2 separate regions of the Gossypium hirsutum genome follow, and region 1 is linked to region 2. A link is a contact called in public Hi-C data. All regions are on one chromosome and are shown on one strand. The core of a region is the stretch at or near the end of the contact, and the rest is flanking DNA. Distances in the headings are between cores, read along the strand shown.

Region 1 (5,860 bases), core at 2,288-4,787, 120 kb before region 2:
ATCCTCCAGAGCGACAATGCACTCCCCACACGGCAAATGGAAAGTGTGGGTCTCCGGGCGCCAACGCTCGACCAATGCGGATATTAAATCATACCGCAAATTAAATGTTCGGATCCATGATGCTGACGCGAATCCAGTTAACTCCAAGTATAGCATCATTCGTTTATCCAGGAAATATCCTAAACCATTCACTCGACCCCTTAATGCACGATACGAGCCCTGACAGTGATAAATTACAGAAAATAGTTATAATAACATAATTTATTTCCATAAATTACGTAGATTTTTTTAAGGGAATCCGTAATTAACAAATAACAATATATTACCATATTATTAACTGTGTTTGATATGTGACCATCGTTTTTAATCAATGGAGCTATTGCGATACCTGCAATTTCAAAACAAATTTCAGTTATTAATTTCAAAGTTTGATGGATTTTAAATATTTTTTAAAATACCTAAATTTTATATTTTTTTTAATTACAAAAAATACCAAACAGTTTTTTCCACATCATATTTTTCAATATACTATATTAACAAAATAAATATATCTTATAAATTCCAACTCCAACTCAATGGTCCCATTCAGAAATTCCATCCCAATGGTTTAATCTTTTACCTGCATAAAAAAATTATATTAAAATACAAAAAATAATATGCCAATAAAAAATATAAAAAAATAACATAAATGATATATAATAAATATGAATGTTTTATTATTATTTTAAAATGATAATAAGTAAATTTTATATTAAAATACTAAAAATAACATGTCAATAACAAAAATATAACTTAAACGATACATAATAAATACAAATATTTTTATTATTACTTTAAAATGATAATAAGTAAACATTTTTTTGTTTAAAATATAATATATATATACTAACACGACAACTTAATTATTATAAAAAAATATACTTTTTTCATAGAAGTTCAAAATAAATTTCATTTTTATTATTTATAAATGAACATAAAATCTTAAAAAATTAAAACATATAAAGTAATTTCTAATTTATCTCATAAATTCCAAATTCCATATCAATGGTCTCATCTTTTACCTACATAAAAAAATAAAAAATAAAATAATCAAAAAAATCCATATCAATGGTCTCATCTTTTACCTACATAAAAAAATAAAAAATAAAATAATCAAAAAAATAACATGCCAAATAAATTTCATAAAAAATATATCTAATCAACTTAAAACACACGTAACAAATAAATTATATAAATAATAAAACATTTTTTATACATAACATAAATAGGCTTTTTTACTTCAATAAACATTAAAAATAAATTATGAATGAATAAAATTATAAAATAAATACAAACATATCTTAATAGCTCTTTTTAACAAAATTATACCTTACAAAATTATATTTAAGAATTAAATCTGAATTAAATCAACAATAATAACAAAAAAAACAAATTAAATTAACATTAATCCATTAATTTATAACAAAAATAATTTACATTTTCTTTTCTATTTTTTTCCTTCTCTTTCTCCTTCTCTCTCTCTATTCTCATTTGTTTTTCTTTCTTTTTCTCTTCCCTTCCCTTCCCTTCCCTTCCCGCCCTCTCATTCTCCTTCTTCTTCTTCTCATTCTTTTTCTTCTCCTTCACTCACGGGCGAAAATGAAACTTGGGAACCATTATAAGGTCCCCAAACACACAAAAAAACAAAGGAACTTAGCATGCAACTGTCCCATCCCTACCAAAGTGGTGTCGCCTCTACCAGCCCCTCCATCCGTGTCTTGTCCCTTTTTTTTTGTACTATAGAGTGTCAGAAAATGAGGGTGGTGCTGCCTATGCACCACCCTCCACCCATCTAAATGTACCATTTTGGTACTTAATCTTAGCAACAACCCATTTTCGTTTTTTATTTTTATTTTTATTATTCCGATAAAAAAACCCTAAAATTGACATAAAAACATTAAGGTAAACTACCTAAAAAATCCACTAAAGTTATTTAGCAGGTTCCTCTTTTGGTCACTGAAATTTTTAATATTTATAAAAATAGTTGAGTTGTTTTATTTTTTTAATTTTATATTTTTATTTTTTAATATTTTATAATTATAAATTTTTGAATATTTAGAATAATGATTGAGTTGATAATGTGTAAACGTTGAGGGTGAAATGTATTGAATTTTTTAGAAACATAATCAACATAATAGAATGTGTAAAATATTAGGGTTAAATTTATAGCAATCAAAAGAAGGCTAGATCAGCATTATATTTGGTGACCAAATACATTTTAATTGTGGAGTGACTAAAATTGAGAATTCACCTAAGTGAAGTGATGAAATTAATAAAACAAAATTTGGCAATTTTAGTGACTATTTAAATGGTTTTTCTTAAGGTTTTTATGTCAATTTTACAAAAAAGAAAAATCAATTTTATCATTATATTAAATATTCATAAATTCATAAATTATAAAATTGTGAAATTAAAACAACTTAGCTTTTTTATAAAATAAAATAAAATAACAGAAATTATAAATATATAAAATTTGTTTTAAAAAATATATATAAAAAAGGAGTAAAACTGTGTGAAAAGGGGTGTCATCTCCTTGTTTGGCGACAATCTTTTTAAATTAAAATATTATTTTATTTATTTTTATTAAAATATTATTTTTTATAGATGGTGTGGCTTTATAAATTGACAGCATTGTCTATTATTATTCAAAACAACTAATTTTTATAAATAATTTATTTTTCATTTCATTTTTGTAATTAATTAATTTTTCGTATTATTAATATAAAAAACGTAGGAGGGGATTAAAAATTTTCCTCTCAATTGTAAAATTTAGAAGTATATAAAAGTAGAGTTAATATTTGATACATTGGTAATGTAATTTTTTTTTTGTCACAAGTAACTTTTCATGTGTTTCTCTTTTTAATTTTTTAATATTTTATTATATTATTATAGAACACTTATCACCTCCGTAATGCTTATTGTGATCTAAAAACTCCACTAACAATATACCAATTATTATTCTATAGAAGTAAGGTAAGAATTATGTTCAAATATGAGCTTCTCTATTAATACGAAAATAATATCTATAAACCTAAGTTGTAATTTATTGACAAAATATTTATTTACAATTGAATTCAAATTATTATATAAAAAAGTATTAAAGGTAAATTATATTTTTTAACATATAATATTATGTTGTATATAATAAAAATAAATATTTCTCAATCCTGCAAATCCAGCTTGTTTATTAGAAAGATGCAAACCCAATAATTTTAAAATGAAATTTTAATCCCAAAAGGTTGATATATATCTTTAATTTTCAAGATGATAGAAATTATTATTTAGAAAAAATTGTCAGCAAATATCTTTAAAGTCTTAAAGGATTATTTTTATTATAAATTTTCAATACATGAAAAATTATCGACTTATCTTAACTGTGATAATTTATTACAATTAAAAAAAAAAAGGGACTAATTGATTATAAGCCGAAGCCAATAGGTTCATGTGGCCCAATAGAGAGGCAGGGGCCTACCGAAATTCACAACCTTTCGTTTCTTAGGCTTTTTCTTGTGTTAAAGACTACTGCTTTATCTTATTTATATTCGGCATATAGATTTATTTCGCCTCTTAATTTTTTTTTTTAAAAAATCAATTTAATTTTCCATTTATTTTTCATCCATTTTTAGTTCTTTAACATTTTCTCTTTTTATCAAATCATTCCAAAATATTAAAAAATTATCTTTTTACTTTATTGACATGACATACATGTAGATGACACCTAATCATTTAATTATTTTTAATTTTTTTTTATTTTTAAAAATTTAAGAAATTAAAAATTGTTTATTAAAATTAAAAATATTATTTAAAATTATTTAAAAGTATAAAATAAATATTTTTTAATTTTTTAGAAATTAAAAATTTAATTAAATATTGACATGTCATCCATGTGTATATCATGCTAGCAAAGTTAATAAATGTTAACTTTTCCATCTATCCATTTGGGGCGATTAATAAAAAAATACAAGTTCAAAGATTAAAAAAAAGACTAGAAATTAAATGAAAAGTTAAAATAATTTTTTTCAAGTTAGAGGACCAAAAAATTTATTATACATTTATATTTTTAATATTTATTATTTATACTCATCTTTAATATTTTTATTAAATTAGTGTTACATTTCAATCGAGTTTCAACCCAATAAAAAATTTATTAAATATCTCTTATTTTTATAAAGTAATATATTATTGCTTTGAGAGTTATTTTTTCAATCTCATATAAATAGAAAAGAATTACTACATATAATACAACTCGAACTCAAAATATTATAATTTTTAATGAAAAAGTATCATTTAAATCAATGCTATATATAAAAAAAATTAATGATATAAAAATTTCACCGCTATAATAATTTATTTATGTTTAATGTAATTGATTGAGAAAAGATTGTAAAACACTAATATAATCAAACTAAGTAAATTAGTGAAAGGATTGCATGAAAGAAAAATATTATCTATTTTTAATAATTTAATGTCATATAAAAAATTTCATCTTAAATTTCAGTATTTTCATTTTGATTTTGATTTTTTCAAGGTAAACTACACCCATGATTACTTTTGTTTATCTCAAGTTACATTTTAGTCAATTTTGTTTGAAATGTTACGTTTTAATCATTTGTGTTATTGTGTTGTAACATTTTAGTAATTGAGTCGTTAATTATCATTAACGGTGTAACAGTAAGCTAATGTGGCACGTTAAATCATCAATTCAAACAAAAATTTTAGGTTAAATTATATAATTGATTCCCATATTTTTTCGTTTTGAGCAATTTAATTATTTTCTTTTATGTTATTTAAACTTTTCCTTTTATTTTCTCTTTATTTTCTATTATCTTTTGCTTCTTTCTTTATTTTCCTACTTTTCCATTTCTTTTAATATATCAGGAAGTCGAATTGACAGTAAAGAAAGAAGCAGGAAGTCGAAAGCCATCGTTGCTTATAACTAAAACCCATACTATCTGCTAACCATCAAAACCCTCCACCACCACTCATCATCTACATTTCATGCACTAACGCCTTCATCACTACAATGACCTCATTTTGAAAACATCTAAAAAAGCCCTAACTTTTGGATTGTCCAAGATCGAATCTCTGTCACTGGCCATTAGATCGGCTCAATTTCTTGATATGTGCTCTTCTATCACTGATCATTGTCTAATGTTCGGCTCTCTGTGATTTTTTTGAGCTTATTAATTGTTGTTTACTTAGATTCTTAATTGATTCTTAGATTCTTAATTAATTTAAACATGGGTTTATTTTGTGAGGGGATGATATTGTTGGATTTTTCATGAATGATGTCATGGTAGTGGTGAAGGTGTTGGTGGATGAAATGAAGATGATGGGTGGTGATGAAGGGTTTTGATAGTTAGATGCTATAAGTTAATAAGTTTTTATGACTTTTGACTTCCTACTTCTTTCTTTATTGCCAATTCTCTTTATTGCCAATTCGACTTCATGATATGTTAAAAGAAATTGAGAAAGTAGGGAAACAGAAGGAGCAGCAAAAGGAAATGGAAAAAAAAATAAAAAAGAAGAAAAGTTTAAAGAACATAAAAGAAAAAAAGTTAAAGTGGTCAAAACGAAAAAATATGAAGGCCAATTGTATAATTTAACCTAAAATTTTTATTTGAAATGATAATTTAACGTGCCACGTTAGCTTACTGTTACACCTTTAACGATAATTAATAACTCAGTGACTAAAATGTTATAATATGATAACATAAGTGATTAAAATGTAACATTTTAAATATAAGTAACTAAAATGTAATATGAGATAAATAAAAATGACTATGGATATAGTTTATTTTTTTCAAAATAAAATTAAATA
Region 2 (6,137 bases), core at 2,922-5,421:
AAAATTGAAGTAAATATTGACTCATTGATCATCTAACAATTAAATAATATTAAGTGGTATTGTGTGTTCAGATCATAATATGGAAAGACAACTTATATTAGTAGATAACCTAAACATGTCGTTAGTCTAATTAGAAACGAGCAAACTGATTCAAAGACTAATGTTTCGTTTATCAAGTCCCATTGAGGATATACCTTGTCTTAGGTATTGGAGCGGAGAAATCCCCAAAAAAAGATATATATATGTGTGTGATTGACTAAATTGACAATGCATCAGACATGACCTAAGTAGATTAAATCTTAAATTCATTTATGGATTTATTCACTTGTGACGTTTATAGTGTAGCATACTTTAATCTTGAATGGATGATAGACTATGTATGCGTGACTCGTATACTTTGATATAAATGAAAGCCCGAGTTTAAATAGATAAGGAACCAAAAGTTGCTACGTTAGGTATACAACTTCTGCAATATATAGCACCATTCACAATAGTGGAATTCATAGCCCAATGAAGGGTAAATGATTTTCTTTCATCAACATTACATGATAGATGAAAAGTAAACGTGATCATGAGTCATTTGTCTTTGTTGTAAAGGATTTAATTAATAATTGATAGTAATTGACTTTTCATGAAGGAAGATGTAATGGTTAACATAAAATAAAATAAGATCATATTGGAATAATAGATTTATCCCAAAAATATTAAGGGTATCCTATGATGATAACACACTTATGACAAGGTCATTGGACGAGCATTTATTAAGTTGTTTTCATAATGGTATATAATAAGGGAGGGCTTAGTTACGATACTTTAGTGGAATGACTTTATGACTAAATAATGTTATATAATAGGTGAAAAGCCGGAACTTAGTTATAAATTAATCGAGCGTTAATTATATATGTTCAATTGATCCCTCCACTAGCTCGAAATAGTCAAAAACTAATTGCATGTAGAACCAATGAATGAAAATGATGAAGTAAGAGAAATGGACTGCATGTATCATTATCTGCGGTGAATGTGTTTTCTTGTTAAGTACAAAAATGACTTGAGAATTAATTTGAGGTTATTTGAATTTTATTTATTTAATTAAATAATTGAAGTTTGAATATGGAATTAAATTAATTGGTCATTATGGATTTATTGAATAATGAAATTAAAAAATTTCCTCATAGATTTTATTACGGAAAAATTGTTATGACTTTAATAGAATTAGAATTGGGCTGGAAAAATATTTGATTGAGAAATTAATTTAATTGATGTAATTTATTAAATTAATTAATAATTATTTTAGGTAATAAAAAATACATATTGGGTTAAACAACATTATAAGTGATAGATCAAAAGTTTAAAGAAACACATATAATTAGACGTAATAAATAAAAGGTCCAAATTTAGCTCTCAGATAGCATGAGGGGTGGCAACCCTAGTAAAATTACAAGGGTGTCACCGGCCCCTCTACTCTAATTAGAGTAGAGTGTATTTTTTATTAAAATAATATTATTTATTCCGAACTTATTCAACAAGAACTCTTGTACTTTTCTCTATAAATAAAGAGCATTGATAGAGTTATTTGTGCACATTTCTTACGTCGTTTTTCTGTTAGAAAATAGTGATAATTTATTTACAAAGAACAAATTATATTTTTTGGTAATTATGAATAATTACTAGATTATAGAGATAACTTACAATCCTATTGAAAGTAAGCAATTTATTTTTATTCTATGATGTAATTTGTGTTGCTCGAGAAGGTTATTTGGTTGAAAGTCATAATCAACTTGAACTCACATTGCAGAAAGCACAAGTATAATTCTAATTTAAGTTTACTGTTATAAATATCACAACAGTTCAATTTTAAGAAAAGTTTAAAGTTAAATAAATATTTTCTTAATCAGATTTTTTCAACATATTTATATATTTATATTGTATGCCTTTTTAAGAAGATTATAGGGATGCTTGTGCATAGTGATAACTGCTATGCGTGTTAGTTGTGTAAGATTCGTCATATTTGACGTTGAGAACTCTTAACTTGCTCCACCTTGATATTGGTTTTGCTATCCTTTTAGACTTATAAGGTGGGTTTGTGGCAGGGCGGTGCGATACGTTTAGTTTATTTTTTGTCTCACGCTACACTATCTAATCTCACCGCCATCGCTATTTTTACACTAACCGCAAGTAAAAGCACCGCCCATCCAAACTCACCCATAGTTGTCTTCATTGTGTCAATTGGTTGAAGTTTTTAAATGAATGTTTCAACTTATTTTGCTTCTTTGTTAAATGTAGTTACCAAATAAGAAAATTTTTGCATCCATAAATTGGGCTTTCTGTATATAATGGAGGTATAAATCATGATCTTTAAAATGGATGATAGACAGTACATTACATTACACTTTGTAATTAGGTAAAGTTACAGTTAATTCTTCGAAATTATAATGAGTGTGTTCTGTTTCAATAATGAATTAAGTCCGGCACAGGCAACAGGCAATAGGCAATAGGCAATAGGCAATAGGCATTCGCAACTTCTTCAACATCAATCTTCTCAAGCTACTGCACTTTTCTAATATACTCACACAAAGATATTATTAGATCTTTATAAACACTATATTTAAAATTTCAATAGAATTTAATATTGTGGATTTTATTTATTTTTATTTTACGTAAATGTAGATAATTACCTTTTTTTTTTCTTAAGAATTCGTACTACTAGATTTAAAATTACAATAGTTACTTATTAAATAAAAATTAATATTTTGAGAATGTGTTATAAAGAATATTTTTTTTAGAGAGAAATAACCTCCTTAAAATTTTTTGTATTTTTTAGTAATTTTTGGGATGATATTCATCTCCAAAGAATTAGGGTTGATATTTGTCCCTATGTTTCTATGAATTTGGGGATATTCGTCGATAATGTTTTAGGGACGAAATTCATCCTTATAAAGGATGATTATTTATATTCGTTCCTAAATTTTTGAAAGATAAAATTTTAAAGAATAACTGTTGGAGACGAACTAAATCCTCCTTAAATCTATTGAGGACGATTTAATTAATTTTAAATTTCGAAATGTTTTATTGAATATCGAATTAAAATACCTTTGAAGATTTTTTTCATAAATCTTGGATTTTTTTGTAATTTTTAAAATTATTTTCATTTTTATTATAAATTTAAATTTTTTTTATTTTAAGGAGCTTTTTCATTTTTAGAATTATAACTTTTATTTATTATTTTTGAATTTTTATTTTTTACTTTAAAATTATTTTTTGAGGTGGCAAATAATACAAAATAGTGTCACATTAATAATGAATTTGAGGTAAGTGTCAAATTGAATAAATGTATAAATATTAAGGGTTTAATTTGCTATTATGTTTTATATATAAAACAACAAAAATAAACATTTAAAATAAAATTTTAATGAGGAGATTATTTTACTCGTTCATCTAACATAAAATGATTAATTTATCTAATTTTTAATAAAAAAGACCAAAATACAATCTAAAATATAATGGAAGGATTACTATGATATTCAAATTTAGAGTTTATAAATTAGATAGATTCATTTGTTTTACCCTGAGTGTTAACTTAAACTTGAAACTATTCTTCATTAAGTCAAATGTATGTTCGCTAGAATTTGAACTTGTGTTTCCACTAGGACAAAACAAGGTCAGTGTCACTTCAATAAATTTAGATTGATTTCAAATCTTGTATTATCATTTAAAATATAGATAAAAATTTATTAATGAAATCAAATTAAATTATAAAATAATTTTTATTTAAATTTAGGTTGAGATTATTCACATATGCACTAAATATTTTAAAATGATTATATAAGAATCTAATATCTATAAAAATGTTTAAATAAAGGGTAAGCCTTCTAAAAATATTAAAATAAAGACTAAATTTGCTCAAATAAGAATTTCTCGATTATTGTAAAGCATGTTTCAAATTATGTTTTTATTCTTTAATTTTATTTTCAATTGTTATACATCTTATTTTAAAAATGAGACACCCTTGAAAAATTATGCTCTAACTTGAGCATTTAGTGTAATCCGGGTCGAATTTATGAAACCGAGCACTCCATGGAAAGGTGGATAGTGAGGTGAGCTTAAAGAGGGCGCAAAAAATTACAAAAACTAAAGAACAAAAGTCTTTATACCCTTTTTTCTCATCATTCATTCTATAGTTAGCGTGTGATTATTGGAGAGAGAGGGAGAGAGAAAGCAAAGCAAAAGGGAGTGAGAGGTAGAGAGGAACCCACCTCAGTATTGCTTTCTAGTAAATAAAAGGAACAAACCAAATTAAAAATAAACAAAGAACATGTAGCTGATGAAGGAAAAGATGTGGAAAGGAAAAGATGTGGACTGGAAGAGAAAGGTCGGCAACAAACAACTACTGAAGAAGAAACATACATATATATAAGAAATAAAGAAAGACAACAGAAGAAAAGGCTCGTTTCGTTACTTCATCCTAATACATATGTTTTTTTGTTATCTTATATTACTACAAGACTGCAGTAGTTTCAGAAGACCAGTAGTTTCAGCTTGGCTTGGGGCTTTCATTTGATTTCCTTTCAAATTTTTTTCCTCCTTCCTATTATATGTTTTAGTTAACCCAGAAAGGAACTGAGTCAAAGTGACAGTAGCAGTAGCCGCAGCTAAGCTAACAGAAAACTCGCAATCTCTTTCAGTATAGCTAGCAGATTAATGGCAGAAGGCAAAGGAGAGCCAAAAAAAAAAAAGAAATAAACAATTCTGCTTGCTGTGCTGTTCACTAATTGGAAAGCCACCCAACAAAGATCTCTTTCTCTTTCTTTTTATCTTCTTCTGTTACAATTTCAGAGATTCGACCCCACCCTTTCCCCCTTCTCTCCAACTCATATAACACCTAAATAGAGAGATATCTTCTTTCTCCACTTCTCTCCATCTTTTCTTTTTTGGTTTTTCCCTTGTTTTCCTTTTTCATATTGAAACTTGACTTTTACTCTTGATTATGTTTTATGTTTGTAAAGATTGAGTTTTCAGCAATTGAAGGAGACGTCTTTATCTATATAATTTCGTTATTATCGTTGTCATTGTGGCTACCACAAGAAGGCAGCTACCTTCAGACTCAGGAGCCTTTGCAGATTGGGCGACATCATCGTCCGCAGCAATCCGAGCTGGCCCCGATGACCTGTCCCTTGGCTTCAACGCAAACGCGGCTGCCGCGGTGGCTGCTCCACCTGGATCCACCAGCGCTCAATGGCCACCCTCAGCTCGTCCACTCAACTACGGGCTTCCTTCTGAAATGGGGATGGTTGGTCTCCGCGATTTCGTTGTTGTTGCTCCTGCGTCTTTTAACCATCATCACCATCACCATCACAACCATGCTCAAGATCCCATCATCGGAAATGATCAAATCAACGGTCAAAATGCTGCCACGGCACTTGGTGTTGGCGTTGGTGTTTTCCCACTCCTTACAGCATCTCCATGCTTAGCTCCTCAAAATATGGAAGATTCTGATTTAGTGAATAACAGTGGTCGTAACAAACTCAGTGGGATGCAGTTATGGCAGAACCAAACCTCTCCTAATTATCTTAAAAAACCATCTTCAATCCTTGACAATAACAATTCTTCCATGAATTTGATACAAACCAGTGGTGGCGGTGGGATGGGAGGTGGGAGTGGTGGCTCAGGTACAAGCTCAGGGACTACATGTCAAGATTGTGGGAACCAGTCCAAGAAAGATTGTAGTCATAGGAGATGTAGAACATGCTGTAAAAGTCGGGGATTTGATTGCCCTACTCACGTGAAGAGCACGTGGGTACCTGCTGCTAGGAGAAGAGAGCGCCAGCTGATGGCGGCCGCCCCTACTACTGCCTGTGCTGGCTCGTCAGGGTCTACTTCTGGGGCTAAGAAGCCGAGACTTGTGACTTCACAGACTACAACTACTCCTCATACATCAACTTCAAACACTACTCCAAGAAGCTTAGACACTAGCTCAAGTCACCAAGGTTTGCTTTTTGCCTTCTCTTTTGTTGCTTGGTTTTCTAGTTCATGGCTTTATTTATTTAGCAAGATTGGTTTATTCTTTAATTGTTAGGGTTGTTTCAGGAGGCTGAATTTGAGTAGGGTTTGGACTGAATTTTTCTTTTTTCTTTTTACTA

What was found. Hi-C and Micro-C count contacts between places; a contact is called where the count stands out from the background.
Region 1: a Hi-C map of leaf shows a contact between it and region 2, with 1.9 times the contacts expected there. The contact joins the enhancer-like site here to the promoter of LOC107953174 in region 2. A contact is called at or near these places in 9 of 34 Hi-C or Micro-C datasets (callus, hypocotyl, leaf and 1 more).

What each region holds. Positions count from the first base shown.
Region 1 is chrA07:24,159,933-24,165,792 of Gossypium_hirsutum_v2.1, reverse strand. No RefSeq gene overlaps it. Among protein-coding and RNA genes, the nearest start is that of LOC107953175, 35 kb to the left of the region's middle. Within about 2 kb of position 3,537, at least 1 of the 9 cell types and tissues checked has an H3K27ac peak or open chromatin away from gene starts, as enhancers often do. A contact at or near this core is called in leaf, where this site is marked.
Region 2 is chrA07:24,040,409-24,046,545 of Gossypium_hirsutum_v2.1, reverse strand. It overlaps LOC107953174 (protein LATERAL ROOT PRIMORDIUM 1), which reads left to right and starts at 4,171. Exons shown (of 2, transcript XM_041117808.1): 1 at 4,171-5,984. The coding sequence starts at 5,279.